Linked DNA regions of Mus musculus: region 1 is linked to region 2. Evidence: chromatin contacts called from public HiChIP or PLAC-seq data. All regions are on one chromosome and are shown on one strand. Each heading gives the region's core, a stretch centred on a gene start, on an enhancer-like site or on the middle of the called end of the contact. The rest is flanking DNA. Distances are from core to core; before and after follow the strand shown.

Region 1 (4,720 bases), core at 1,579-4,078, 330 kb after region 2:
ACTCTGTGCTGTGTGCCCACCGCCCTCACTGTTCCATCAAGCTCTGTGATCTGCGGAATGAGGCTACAGCGCTGTCCCTTTCCAGAGGGGGTTAGGGATCTGGTGCCCTCTTCCTGTGTGTCTGAAGAGAATGATACTGTCTGTACTCATATACATAAAAATAAATAATTCTTTTTTAAAAAAAAGTTTTGCTGACTTCATAGTACTTAAATGGTTAGGTTGCCAGATGAAGACACAATGGTTAGGTGCTCTGCTACAGCCCTGAGCTGAGAGCAACTTGAATTTTACACAGAAGCAAGTGTCCCAAGAGGCTGAACTTCTTAACTTTCAGGAATAGTTTTTGACTTCACAGAAAGGATTTTCCCCTTGGTATTCAAGTCCTTCACATCTCTTTGCTTACTTGCTAGTATTTCTTCTTTGATTCTCTCCTTTGAATCTCTTTCTTGGTGGGGAGTATAGACCCGGAGCTGGGTGGTGGAGCAGCAGGGGCAGGAAGCACACCCTGCTCCTTGCTGAAGTTGCTCTTGCAAGTACCCCATCTCCCAGAAAGTCAGAGTGCTCCCTGGAGAAGGCCCTCCCTCAAGGATCACGTGATCAGCTGCCCCAGGGGTGTCCACAGGAAAGGGCACCTTCTGATCCCCTGCAACTGGAGTTAGAAGATGGTTGTGAGCCACCATGTGGTGTGGGAAATTGAGCTCAGGTCCTCTAGAAGAGCAGCAAGTGCTCTTAACTGCTGGGCTGTCTCTCAAGCCCCTTTGGAGAGATTTTCTAATGGGCTGGCAGAAAACCTGGTTATAACTAAACAAGGCAGAGGAAGCAGGAAGGTGGGACTCAAGATGCAGGGCTTCTCTGTGAATGAGTAGAAAATGGGGTTTTCTGTCTAGGTGGCTATAAACTGAAGTAGGCTACCCCCAGTGTCCCCCAGGAACAGCACCAGCCCCCTTTCAGGGTAAAGTTCTATTAGTATTGAATTCCGTAAAAATGCAAATGTAAGATAATATGGCTGATTTTACGACAGGGCTCAGTCAATTCCAAAGCATAAACATGGCTCTGTTGTTAAGAGTGACAGTGAGCACAGAGGCAGCTGGCCTCCGAAGGAAGGGGAGGACCTGGAGTAACTGCCTCCTCCAGCTGACAGCCACAGCTGGCAGATATGACCAAGCATGTGTGTGTAATCCCAGCACACGAGAGAGACAGAAGAAGGAGGCCAGCCTCTTCCACATAGTAAGTTTGAGGCCAGGCTGTACCACCTTAGAGGTGATTTCAAGGTAACCAGAAGGAAACAACAGCAGCAACAACAAAAAACCCCAAACAATGGAAAATAAAGTGAGGACATGTGTAGCATGGGAAAGCTGATTCTTTTAAGCCTAAGTACTCAAGTAGTGGTCACTTATAAAATCTGCAGCCTGGAGGGTTTATGAGTGTAAGTACATACACACCAGGCATACTCTGTGTGTGTGTGTGTGTGTGTGTGTGAGAGAGAGAGAGAGAGAGACAGAGAGACAGAGAGACAGAGAGACAGAGAGACAAAGAGACAGAGACAGAGAGAGAGACAGAGACAGAGACAGAGAGAGACAGAGAGAGAGGTACTAGCTATGTGGTGGCTTTATATGATTCAAGATAATACTTACTGACAAGCCTATGGAAGGCCAGCAGAACCTGTCACTTTGATAATGAACAGATCCAGAAGACTCGGAAAGTGTATCAGTAACGGTCCCTACTGTTGTGACAAAGTACCCAGGAGAGACAACTTGAGAGAGGAGGGGCTTGTTTGGGCTCACAATTTGGAGGAGGATGACAGCCCGTCTTGGTGGGAAAGCCGTTGCAGCCGAGTGGAGCAGCTGTCGCCCTGCAGATGAGATCGGGGAGCAGAGATGGATGTGGGTACTCAGTTCACTTTCATCTTTCAGTGCAGCCCAGCCCCGCCCCACCCCCCTCCCCCCCCAGCACATGAAGTGTTACTGTCTACATGTAGGGTAGGCTGCCCCACCTCAACCAATCTAATCTAGAAACGCCCTCTCAGACATGGCACTCAGAAAGCTTGCTTTCTGGATCCTGCCAAGTTTACGGCATTAACCAAAGCAGTATCCAAAGAACACATCAGAGATGCCAGGTCCCGGACAGGTAAAAGAAAATGGGAACATTCTCAACTCTAAACATCCAATGGCCCAGTGAGTATTTCTCTTCTGGAAAGTCACTGCACCCTAAAGAGGAGGAGCTCTTGGGATGCTTACGAGGGAAGCCAGGCTTCTCACGATCAAACATGTGGTTTGAAGGCTTGAAGTTGCTTCAGGCACTGGAACTTGTGAGTGTATAGAAGAACGCTTTCCCTCCCAGGCTGTGGGTGGTGTGTTTCAGCCTTTAACTGCTGGCTATTCAGGTAAGCCACAGGAGCTGTGGAAGCCTCTAAGGAGCTCTGAGCACACCGGCATCCCAAGTGCATTCAATATAAAACGATTACCGGGGCAAGTCAGTGAGTCCTCCTGCTACCTGGGCACAGCTCTCAGTGTTACTGGATCTGCTTGCTCAGATTTCAAGCAAAGCCCACCGCATCAGCAGTGGATTGAACACACAGACCATTCGTCTATGAAGAGTTGTTTCTGACTGCATGCTGATGGTGCTATGTAAAAGACAGGCACATCCAATGGTAGCCACTGGGAGCCGTTTACTCTGAAGCTCAGTAACGAAGCCACACAATAGCCAGTTCTAAAGACAGGAGCTCAGCATTCCTCTTCCACAAGATTTCAAGCTGTTAACCTGTTTTACCCGACCATTCTCAGCAGCCATAAAGCCACACCAGGGTGTAGATATTTAAAGACATCACGACAGAAGTATTGTTTGAAGCCCAGGTGCACAGCTGCTTCTGGTCCTCTGAAGCCCAGGCAGTGTGAACATTGCTATTCAATGTTCTTCTTTCTTGTGAAGAGAGAAATATAGAAAATACCTACAAACAGTGTGCCTTGATGAATCCATTTGGCCTCCCATCGCAGATTCTCATTAAGGTGTTTGATTTATTTGTCAAAGACATGGCTGCTTGCTCATGCTTTCTTGTTACTTCCCCCAGCAAGAGCACACTGCTGGGAACTTTAATCACTAGAGACGGACACCCTGAAGCCTATATGCTGGTTTCTAGCAGCGATGGAAGTGTTGGAATTGTTTGCTGTTGTCATTGATGACTCTTAACGATTGTATGATTCTCCTTTGCCTGAATTATTATCTGAGTAGCTCTTTGCATCCTGGTGGTCTTTTTTGCTCCAAGTTAAATTAGTTCATATTCATTTTACCAAGCCCTTGAATACAGTATTCTTCATTTTGTTGTTTCCGTTTAGCTTGCATAGAATTGATGGTACTACCTTTTCAGACGCATACCCCATTTGTTTGTAAAATCCTGCCTGATTCCCTCAGCTCAGTGTGAATCCTTTGGGGAGGCTGGCCTCTCCCCTGAGCTGGTGGCCCATGTCTGCTCTCCTTCTATGATGTCTTGCATCTTCTCTAGCTTTCTCCAAACCCCCAATTCTGCTCTCAGGAACAGGCCTTGCTCCTGTTACAGGGGGCGCAGAAGTCCTCAGAGTCTCTTTCCAGGACTGAAAGTGCAGCTACCGTGTCCCTTCTCCCAGACCTCTAGGGTAAGCCTCCTGTGACCCTGTCAGTAACTATTCTTGCCTGTTTTCTGAGGCATTGCCGAAGGTGGATTCCTGGGTCTTGCAGATGCTAGGAGAGTACTCACCACTGAGCAGCCAGCAGTTTCCTTGTCTGCCACTGAGAGTTTAAAATGAATGGTTGCTGGAAGCCAGCCCCTCACTCCATACTATGGTGTGCCTCCCTCTGCCTCTATCTCCGCCTCTGCCTCTGAGGCTTGTGCACTTCATTGGTCATTCCTTGCCAGTGCTCAGCTGGAGAGCAGTTAGGATACTCCAGCTTGTGGTGTCTGCATGACCAAAAAAACCCTTTATTTATAGCTTTGCTTACTTTAAAATGCCTCGACTGAGCTGGAGAGACAGCTCAGCTCGTAAAGTGCTTACTCTGCAGGCTGAGGATGCCAGCCGACTCAGTCTCCAGGATCCACAGTGCAGACAAATGCCAGACGCCCTGGGGCACCACAGTGAGGAGGCACCACAGTGACCACTTGGTGACAGTCGAGGACACAACACAATAAGATTTTGTAGGAGATACCATGACATCCGTCGGGTAGGACTGGACATACTCTGCTTTCTGTTTTCTGGCACCGCACCTGTTGCGAGGTGCTGTCTTCAGTGGAGTTACCCTTGATAAAGGTTGCTCTGCGGCAAGATCAGTGTGAACTGGCACGGGATCCCAGGGTTCGGGAAGCTGGGCAGTGCTGGAACTGACTTCCTTAGCTCTTGATCACAAGCTATCTTAAAGGACAGCTGCCACTTGGCACTCACGTGAACTTTATGAAGTGTTAAAAGTTTTGAAGATGGATAGAGTGCACCCCCTGTCACGTAGATGAGAGACTTAGAGGCCAGAGATGACATTCCATGATGAGCAGTCCATCCATGTCCCAGGATCTCTCTCTGTCTCTCTGTCTCTCTGTCTGTCTCTCTGTGTGTGTATGTGTGTGTGTGTGTGTGTGTGTGTGTGTGTGTGTGTGTATGAAGCTGCTAGGTGCTGACCTCAGTGGGAACAGACTGTTATTAAAGGGTTATTGCCAGACTATGAGAAAGGACTGAATATGGAGACATTTGTAACAGATCTCAGC
Region 2 (4,375 bases), core at 10-2,509:
ACGCGACTTAGGATAACTATGAATGTGGCCCAACAAAAACTTAAACATATTTAAAATACTTTGAGATTTTTTTTTCCTTGCCAGATTTCTTTAGGGGATGGGGGTGTAGGACTAGATTTAAGCAATTCCGTAGAGTTCCATTCTAAAATGTATCTCTGGGAACTGGCCATAATTTTGGAGATGTGTGGTTAGCCCCAAAGCATAGAAATAATGCATGTTCCCTTTTCTCTGTGTTGTATGGGATCCTGGAACATCTGTTAGAACTCTTCCTGATTCTTTTGCACCCCAGCCCAGTGGTCTGTGTATGACCTAGAGTGATAGAGGGTTTTCCTGTGATGACCTCAGAGGCTGGAGAACCTCTGTGGCCACCTCCCTGTGGTTCCTGCAGGGCATCTTGGCCTTAGAATGGGGTGAAATGGGATAAGTGAGTGGCTGAGAGCACATGGGGGCAGGGGGAAGATTCATTGTATGTAGCATTGACAGTTACTTTAAATCTATTTGGGCGAGGGGGGGGGGGACGACGACTCCTTTAAATGGATTCAAAAGTGGAGAAAATCACAACCCATTCATTGTAGCCTACACTAGAGGAGGTTGTTATATCACTAAAGAGAGCACGTACAATCCACAGGCCTTAGCCACAACCCTTAGACATTTAAGGCTTTTCCATTTAAAGGGCAATCTACAAGAGACAATGTTGAGGAAGGTGAGAGAGGGGTCTTTCCTAGAAGTTGGGGTCCAAGAGAACAGGTACCAGGGGCTGACAGATGAACCTAGAATTCCACGTAACAGTCCTCTGCATGGGCTTTGTGGGGGTCCCTCAGTGATAGAAACACCTGTCTTTCCTAAGTCTGGACACACAGGCAGATAAGGTTCTCTTTGTTTCTGGACACAGAGACTCACCCAGCATTTTCACTTGAAGACTGCGCTGTTCTAGATGTTATGACGTCATGAGTCTTGAGTGAAAAGTAGGGAACCCCTGCATGCCTAACAGGGATCTGCTGAGAAGGACAGGGATGTGGCAAGGGCTTCTTCTACCTGCCTGGAGAGGAGTGGGGGTCTGGGAGCTGGGTTACATAGCTAAAGCCATTACCCTGGGCCGATGCTGTGAGATTTGTCGGCTCCATTCCACCAATCCTCTCCCCATCACCTAGTCAAAATTCTTTTTAGAAAACAAATGGCATTGGCCAACTGTCAGGCTCCACTAGATCCTTCCTCCCTGCTCCGCCATCCCCTCATCTTCCCGCGTCTGCTGCCATCTGGCGGGAGAGGAAGAAATCACTCTTTGATCTTAGCTGGGTGAAGTCTATGGGATAGTTTTAGCTTGCAGAGTGGAAGTCTGGCGATCTCTAGCTCCCTGTCAGAGACTCTAAAGTCGCTGGAAACTGCTCTGAGGGAGGAAGTGAGTGGAGTGTACAAAGAAACAGCGAGCACGTGAGCGAGCGAATGAACCGGCGCAGATGAATGACGGGTGAACTGGGAGGATGGAGTGAGCAAATACACAACAAGCACGTGATCACAGACATGCAGGGATGCCTACCTTCCTGGGAAGCTAGGTCCAGCAGCAGCTCAACCCTGGGCGGAGGCTGCTCAGGTCAAACTGAGGAAAGTTTTCAGACCGCTTTCTGTGGAAGTAAGAGCAAACGAGGTCTGGGGAGGGGCAAGTTTTGAACGGACTTCCTGCTCAGGAGTATCATATGAATAATGGCAGGTGTATTGGAAGGATATGGCCCTCCTGGTGCTGATGTCTATATGAATATATGCTGTGGGTATCCAGGCTACAGGGCTTGGCAGAACCATTGGTTTCTCTGACACTGGCATGTTTTCACTGGGAAGCTGTGAGGATGTATGTCGTGGGGCGCGTTGTTGCATGTGAACTCAGGAAGTAGCTGGCTGTTAGTTGTAACAGCAGCGTGAACTCACACCCAGCCATCTCAAAAGCGTTCTCTCTTGACAGGTGCCCGAAGCCTATGTTTCTTAGTATAGCAATTCATACCCTGGATTCTGCATTTGGAAAAATTGTGTACAAATCATCTTAGTTTGTTGATTTATTTTTGCCTTTGGGGGCAGAGTCTGGCTATGTAACATAGGCTAGCCTCAAACACAAATCCTCCTGTTTCTGACTTCTGAGTGCTGGGATGAGAGGCATGCATGTGCCACCAGGCCCTTTAGACATCTGTTCTTGATGGAGATCTCCAAAGGTCAACCCTATCCCCACAAAATCTACTTTGCTAGTTAGGTTTGAGGAATGTGTAGTTGGCAGTCTATCAGCGGATTCTTGGAAGACATGGTGGAACCTAGGACCAAAAAGAACACAGAGCGCAAGCACACAGAGGGCTGTGCTGGAAGATCTTTCATTTTAGAATATTTTAACTTGTTCTCAGATAATTTCATATCATATAGGTATACAATTTATCTTGATTATAACTGACACAAATCCCCCCACTCCTCCCAGATCCTCCAATCATTCTCACCTTCATGTTCTTTTCTTTTAAACAATATAATCCAATTTATTCTACCTGCATGCCCATGGGTGTTGGATCATCCATAGGAACATGGACAATTGACTATAGTTCACATCCTGGAAGAGAAATGGCACCTGCTTAGCCTGCCCTCAGCAGCCACCACTTGCCAATAGCTCCTCAGCTATTATGAGTGGTCTCATAAGTTCTGCCCTCACCCAAGCTGGAGTGTTTATTGGCTTAAATTTGCATAAATCCCTCCCTCATCAATTCTGGAGTGTTGATTGGCTTGATGTTGTATTGCTGGTGCTGAGAGCTCATTAGAGGGTTTTTGAGTGATTGAGCTCTGCCATGCTTGAAAATATCAGGCTTTTGCTTGCTTGCTTCTTCAGCCTGTGGTTAATTATATTTCCTGTCTCAGGAGTGATGCTGGCCAAATATTCAAGACTTAGCTGGTCTGTGTCTGAGCTCCTCTCCTTCAGGGTCTCTGGTTGAACAGCTGTTAGAACATGAACTGTGTATTCTTACATGTTTATGGGATGTTTCCTCTGAGCCACACTCTGTCCAGAAAACAAAGCAAAGATTTTAGCCATCGTGGACATTATGTCACAGAAGGTGGAGATAGGAAAGTGGAAAAATAATAAAATAGGCATATACAAATGACTTAGAATGTTGCAAAGTGGGATGGTTAGCTTAGTCAACTTGATATAACCTAGAGTCAGCAGGAAAGAAAGTTTCTGAGGGACTGTCTGCACTGGGTTTGTCTGTGAGCATATCTGTGGGGTTGTCTTAATTAAGGTAACTGATATGGAAAAACTCAGTCCATTGTGGGTGGCATCATTCCCTAGGCAGGGATTCCTAAGTAGTGTAAGAGTGGAGGAATTGAACTGAACACGGTAAACAAGGTAGTAAACATGGTTTTCTAAGCATTCATGAGGGCTGGCATCTGACACTTTAAACCTTCATGTTTAGTTTATATCTTAGGGCTAGCCTTAACCACAGATTTTCTAGGGAGAGACCATATGTTCTCTCTTCAAAGAGCCAAGCCTGGGAACATAGAAGCTTTCTCTGAGTCCACTCATCAGTGGCTATGATATGACTAGCTGCCTGAAGGTCCTGCCTTGTCTTCCTCACAATGACGGGTCTGTATATTTAACACAGTGACTGCAAATGAAACTAGAATGAGGTTAATGAGCGCACACCTAAAATAGAGAAGGCAGGTTTACCTGTACACATGAATGGGAGAGAAAAATCTTTCACAATTGATGCCTAGCACTCAGGTCTTAACAGACAGCAGGGATCTAGGGGAAAAAAGCTGAGGGAAGTCACCGATTAGGTAGTGGGTTGGGCAGCTCATTCCTCTATAAGGAGCTTTGTTCCTTGTGGGACAAAAATGAAAGGAAAATACAGAGACAGGTAGGTGATGGAAATAGCCAAACTCTGCATCCTATGTCACAGAATGAAACTGTTTAAGAAGTTGGGAGAGTTGGGAATAGAGATGCCACACAAGTAGACTGAGCTCAAGGGACTAGAGCCGCAGATGAGAGGCGACCTAGGAGTCTGTATGCTCTTCTGACGAGGTTGTCCACACAGTTGTGGCCAGTGGGGTGTCCTGACAAGTGCTGAAGATGGTGTTTCTGAGGCTTTGAGAGTCAGGAGGAATTGACCAGCTTGTAGGACTCCTTCTATATCCTCTGATGGTGGGATCATTTCTAGAAAAACATGCAAGTCGCCATGACTCCATGTGTGTCTTCCATTTACAAATTCTCTCTTTAGCTACGTCTAATCCACTGTGGGACCTATGGATTGATTATTACTTGATTATTTAACAGATTGATTTGGTTTAGTTTTAAGTTTCCCTGGTATTCTGGGATAGTTTCTGTACCTTGCTTACGTTTTCATGTTTTTACTTAGTC

The links. HiChIP or PLAC-seq counts read pairs in DNA pulled down with a chosen protein or histone mark.
Region 1: a contact with region 2 is called in an H3K27ac HiChIP or PLAC-seq map of T-cell acute lymphoblastic leukemia, with 4 times the contacts expected there. The contact joins two enhancer-like sites. A contact is called at or near these places in 2 of 15 datasets of contacts at CTCF or cohesin (the NIH/3T3 cell line and large pre-B cells), 13 of 484 Hi-C or Micro-C datasets (B-cell progenitors, the G1E-ER4 cell line, bone marrow-derived macrophages and 8 more), 5 of 115 datasets of contacts at active chromatin or transcription factors (T-cell acute lymphoblastic leukemia, embryonic basal ganglia, embryonic hindbrain and 2 more) and 1 of 9 other capture datasets (pancreatic islet).

The regions. Positions count from the first base shown.
Region 1 is chr17:8,922,118-8,926,837 of GRCm38.p6, forward strand. The region is part of intron 3 of Pde10a (phosphodiesterase 10A); the gene reads left to right. Among named protein-coding and RNA genes, the nearest start is that of 1700010I14Rik, 64 kb to the right of the region's middle. Within about 2 kb of position 2,829, at least 19 of the 459 cell types and tissues checked have an H3K27ac peak or open chromatin away from gene starts, as enhancers often do. A contact at or near this core is called in T-cell acute lymphoblastic leukemia, where this site is marked.
Region 2 is chr17:8,591,597-8,595,971 of GRCm38.p6, forward strand. It overlaps a transcript of Pde10a not described here. Among named protein-coding and RNA genes, the nearest start is that of Gm46585, 140 kb to the right of the region's middle. Within about 2 kb of position 1,260, at least 15 of the 459 cell types and tissues checked have an H3K27ac peak or open chromatin away from gene starts, as enhancers often do. A contact at or near this core is called in T-cell acute lymphoblastic leukemia, where this site is marked.